2 separate regions of the Athene noctua genome follow, and region 1 is linked to region 2. The links are chromatin contacts, called in public Hi-C maps. All regions are on one chromosome and are shown on one strand. The core of a region is the stretch at or near the end of the contact, and the rest is flanking DNA. Distances in the headings are between cores, read along the strand shown. Region 1 holds the start of APBB2 (amyloid beta precursor protein binding family B member 2). Region 2 holds the start of NSUN7 (NOP2/Sun RNA methyltransferase family member 7).

Region 1 (2,798 bases), core at 163-2,662, 220 kb before region 2:
AAACATTTCTAATTGAAGATGCTATATTCCTATTCATTTTAATAATCCCTTTAATTGTGCTTAGTTCATGAGCGTTCTGCTGTTATCAGGAGCATAGTTGTAAAGCCAGGGAATGAAATATTGAAGAAGGTTCTGGAATGCATTAAAAAAATCATCTATTTCAGATAAATAGATTTGCCATTATAAATGGTGTGATAAATTTTAAAGTAGACTTGGGCACTTCAATAGCATTGCTAAATATGTTTTCATTTAAGAGGAGGCTGGCCATTTCATTATTGTAATAGTCGTCTTTTACCTCCTTGTATGTCTTTTGGTCACTCAAATACAACACTGTGTTTTACTGCTGAGTGTTTTACTTTTCCAGGGACGTCCTAAGATTGTTAGAAGGTGTAGGAGTAAAAGTTCTGTTAGCAGTTACATGCTTTCCACCAAGCTACCATCCCATCTTGAATATTTTGCCTCAGCAATGAGTGGTTTCTTCCCCTGTGATCTCAAAAGCCTATCTTGACAGCACAGACAAAATCCCACATATTTGGAGGGCTTTAAACAGAAAGACCTTCCCATGAGTGTGTTCTTTAAGCCTCACTACTAGCTGTCTGGGGTGTTGCTGTGATTTTCTACTCATCCGTCTCAAGATATGCCCAGGGATTTACACTGAGCCTTACCCTGTACTACTGCAAGCAGGTCAAGGCAATGAAGTTTCCAGCACTGGTCCTTTTACTTGTTTTCTGCACTTGAGAATACCCGGTTTTCTGTCCATGCTGGCTATGTAACTTTTGAGACCCACCAGAACCCAGCTGCCTGGTGAGCTACGGGGGTGTCAAGCACCCTCCGTGAGCACTCAACTAGAGGGGGTCACTGATGTTCATCAGCCACGTTTAACCCACCCCACATTGCTACTGGAGTCCATATCCAGTGTGAAAAATAACCCATTCTTCTAGGTGGGCTATCTACCTCTCTGGCTCTTGTTATTGGTGGAGGAGTGCTAGGATACAGCAGGTGGCATTTCAGGTATGTAGCTGCTACCGCCTCACCTTGCCCTGGGTATTATTACATTCGCCAAGCACAAGCCCGACTCTTCTTTTATCCCCCTAAAGAGAAGAAATGATTTTTCATTATTTTCAGGGGTACACCTGTCCTCTCGCGTGAACCCTACCCCTTCACGGAAGGACAGCTGCTCTGGAGGCTACCGACGAGCTGCTGGCTACCGGCCGTCGCGGCCGGGCGCTGCCCGCCGCCCCGGGGCACACGCAACATGGCGCCGCGGCGCGCACCCCCCCTCAGACCCCGCCTCGCCCCGCCCGCCCGGGCCCCTGCGGCCCGCGGCTCTGGGCGGCGGCCGGGGCGGAGGGAGAGGAGGGGCGGCGGCGGCCGGCGGCCGGAATCGTTTCCTGGGTAAGCGCAGCGGGCTGGGAAGCGTTTCCGGAAGGCTGGCCGCATCCCGCAGCGGGCTACGGGCGCCTCCGGGGCGGGCGGCGCGGAGCGGAGCGGCGGGCAGGTGCGTTCTGCGGCAGGCCGGGAGGCAGGGAAGGGGGGAAGGAAGCGCGGGGCTGCGCGTCCCGCGGCAGGACCCCCGGTGCGCCGCCGTCCGCGGTGCCGCCGCTCCGGCCGGCCCGCTACCGGTGCGAACGGGCAGGAGGCCGGGGGAGAGCCCCGCCGCCCTTGCCTGGGGCGGCTCCGGCGCATCCCGGCCTCGGGCGTGCCGGGCCCGGGGCGGCCTGCGGCTGCCGGGTGCCGCCGCCAGCCCGCCGCCCCGCTCCCTCCGCTCCCCGCCGGCGTGCAGAAGTGCTGCGGCGCTGCCGCTGCTGCAGGGAGCTGGCCGGAGCCGCGGGGCGAGCGTGGGCTTCCCTCCCGCCGACGGCGGGTCTTGTTCTGCTCGGGGGGGCCTGTAAGGTAGAGACGGCATGAAAAGTGGCGAAAGTGCCTGTAGAAGTAGCCTCCCTCTTTTTTTTTTTTTTTTTTTTTTTTTTTTAATTCGGAGGTGGTTATTAGAGTGGGCTTTGCGAGTTCAGCTCTGTGATTAAATCGTACTTGAGGATTGTGCGCGGCTTTGCAAATGGGAGTCCGCAAAACCACAATATTTGGAACAAAAGGTGGACCCCATTTAATCCCACTTGAAGATTTTAGGAATTCGCTTGGGTCCCATGACAGCAACGAAGCTACTTCTCGTTGCGGCTAGAGGGGGAATGAATTCAGGCAGATGAAATAAGACAGAAAGTGCAATGGTTCGTATTTGTACTTCATTGCATTGCCTGCTTGTTTGTAGTGTTTTATAATTCTTGGCTGGGCTCCTGCTCATTAGGGAGGGTAAGTGCAGTTCTGTGCTTTAAACTGAAACCAAGGACTGGTGATAGATTGGTAGGCTTTGTGCGTTGTGGATGCTGTTGGTGGCTGTACAGGGTAACGGTATCTGCAGTAAGCTGTGCAGGATAACTGTATCTGCAGCGAGTTTCAGTGCTTCACTGAAGAGCTGCTGTTTTGCCCCAGAAGCCGAGGTACAGGTTGCTGAGCTGCTGCAGGCTTGCTGTGTCCTTTGGCTCGCCAGTGTGTTCCTTCAGTTTGTTCTAGATCTGATCTGACATGTCATCATCCTGCCATCTCATGCTCTAGTACTTTCTGAAAGCCTAAATGACTTGTCTGAGTTTAAAACTATTTTCTGCCTGCATAATTGCATTTGGTTAAAATAAGTGTGCAGATGTCCTAGCACTTAAAGGGAGAGACATTCTCTTACAGTGACCTTGGGACGAAATCTTGGCTGATTAACTTCCTTGCCTGGAACAGCCATGCTGAGTGTGGAT
Region 2 (2,700 bases), core at 194-2,693:
AGTACACTACCCTTTTAGCTAATCTGATTGCCAATGGAATTGAAGAAAAATTGGATTCTTTTATTTGAATGTTCTCCGTTTCGAGTGGAGCTGTCCACAGACCATACTGTTTTGCAATTATGAACAGCACTAGACAAATACAGTATTTGTAGCACATAATATAGATCCATATGAATAGCAAAGAAAAAATGTTTCCAGTGTATACATAACTTCACTTAAAGTGAAAGGTAACGAGTGTATCATAAACACTCAGCTTGAAGGATAGCTCAGCTTTGACTTAATGAACTCAAGTGAACAGAATTATGTCATTTATTCACCACACAGCATAGGAAAGGATTTACACACACACTAATTCCTCTGTATTACCAATACATGTATTTTTCTTCTTTATTTATCACCTTTGTCAGTAGCCTCTACCATTATACAATTCAGGAAAAGATAAACAATAAACAACCCCACAGCATTTGTGTTGTACCAGGTACAGCAGGCAGCCTGGCCACCCAGTACTACTTCATATTAACAGGAATTCATGAAAAGTGGCTCTGTGAGCATTCACACGGTTCCTCAGACACCAACAAACAGTAAATCTTTGACAGCCATCTACTGTAGTTTTTGTCTTACTAATTTTATGGGTATACATGACCATATCTGCTTTCTAACAGCAACTGCAACTGTCTGATACAGTTACAATGGACGGCAAAGCTTCTACTGTCCCCAACTTCAGTTAACTAAGCTAGAGGGAAGATTAATGGAAGTCAGGAGAAAAAGCCAGCCACGAGACCGTTCCCCAACTCCCCTTCATTTATGAGAAACGGCCCCTGACAACTCATAGTACTGTCACAGAAAAAAAGATACTTCTTTGTATAAACACGCGAAGGGTTTCTTGAAACACTGGGCTGAAAGGCTTAAAAAACAAACAGCCCCCCCCAACCCACACAGGCGCGAACGCAGCAACGCCCAACCCCCTCTCCCTGGGCAGTAACCCGAGGGTCCTTTTTTATCTGACAGGGTTCCTCCCCCTCGCTTCTCCCTCCGGGGAGGGCGGCGCGGGGCGCTGCGGGGAGAGGCGGCCCCCGCCAGCGGCCTGCCCTACGCTGCCGCCGGGCCTGAGCGGCTCCCCCGGGCCGCGCCGGGGCAGCCCGGGCGCTGGAGCCCCGCTCCTCCGTCCCCCTGCCCAGCACGGGAGCGGCACCCGCATACCCCCGTTAACCCTTACCGCCGGCGAGGCGTTCCGGCGGCCCCGCCAGGCCGCGGCCCCGGGCAGACAGGGCCGGGCCGGGTCGCACCGCGCCCGGCTGGGCTGCGGCGGCTGCGTTCGGGAGGGGGCGACACGCCGCCCCTCTCTGCTCGGCGCGGGGGCTCCGCCTGCCCAGCTCTCCCGCCTGCCCGCGCCTCCGGGCACCAGCCCCGCTCCCGCCTGGGGCGCTGCTTCGCGCCGAGGCGGGTGCGAGGGCGCGGGGCGAGGAGGCGCTGCGGAGCGGCGGCGGGGCGGCGGCGGGAGGCGTCAGTCCGGCCGGGCGGGTCGGGTCCAGCGCCCGGCGCCGGGCCGAGCCCTTCCCTCGAGGGAGATGCCAGGAGTCGCATAATTAATTCAGAAGCCACACGAAAGTGCCAAGATCCACCCTGGCAACGGCACGTGTGCGTGTGTCTGTAAAATGGTTCTTAAGAGGAACACTCCCCAAACAGTATTAATTCTTCCAAACTCCATGACCACTTCAGAAAATAAATCTTACCAACGCTTGTATTCCTCCTGCATCGAAACACCACCCGTTACAGGACTGGAAATCCCACAAATACAGGAACAGCCCCAGATAAGGTGCTGGGCACTTGCACTTGGATTTAGCAGAGTGCTATTACTGAACACAATGCTCTCGTAATGTTTTAGCTGACTCAACCTCTGCTTTTATTCAGTTGATACAGAGAAATGATTACTTGTTTTGAGACTTACTTACTTATAGCAAACTGCTTAGCAACTTACTTATAGCAACTTACAGTATAACTTACAGTATTTTTTAATATTGCTAAGAATCCTGCTTGCCCAGACTGTTCCATGGAATTTTACCATGGACTACTGTGTTCATCAAAACAAAGGAGTTTACTGTGAAAATCTACCAAGAACTGCAGTGTTCAACAAAATATTATTCTTTTGTCCTTGGGGAACAGGTGTGCTCTAACTAGTTGGGTCTTGGTAATGAGTAAAGATAGACATATACGAATAGTAGAAGTTCCATTGGTTTTCTTAGATAAGATAGAATGAATAAAACAGCTGAAAACCACTCTTGTTAATCAAGAATTTGGCGAAGAGAATCTGCACATGACCCAGGGAAAAGTACAAGGTGAGAAAGACTACGAGCCTTCCTCCCAAAGACCCCCGAAGATGCCCACCAGGAGGCAATGCGCAGGTGCAAAGAGAACATAAACTGCTGACACCGGCCTTTCGAACTAGCCCAGCCTTACTCATGCATATGCATTTGTGTTATGTAATCCAATGAATATGGATATCCACACTCTATAAGTTTTCGGTAAAATGTGCGGTGGGTGTGCAAGCTTTGTGGAGAAATCCCCTTGCACCCCGGCGCCGGAGTAAACATACCTGCTTTATAACTCTATTCGAGTTGTAGAGTCTTTTTCCACGAATCACAGTCTTAAAACACATAATTGGATCAGGCTTTTAAGTTGCTTCCAGACTTTTTATTTTAA

Evidence for each region. Hi-C and Micro-C count contacts between places; a contact is called where the count stands out from the background.
Region 1: a Hi-C map of heart shows a contact between it and region 2, with 5 times the contacts expected there. The contact joins the promoter of APBB2 here to the promoter of NSUN7 in region 2. A contact is called at or near these places in 2 of 2 Hi-C or Micro-C datasets (heart and liver).

What each region holds. Positions count from the first base shown.
Region 1 is chr4:27,040,848-27,043,645 of bAthNoc1.hap1.1, reverse strand. It overlaps APBB2 (amyloid beta precursor protein binding family B member 2), which reads left to right and starts at 1,412. Exons shown (of 15, transcript XM_074904704.1): 1 at 1,412-1,498.
Region 2 is chr4:26,825,924-26,828,623 of bAthNoc1.hap1.1, reverse strand. NSUN7 (NOP2/Sun RNA methyltransferase family member 7) reads right to left here and starts at 1,443. Exons shown (of 13, transcript XM_074904713.1): 1 at 1,217-1,443.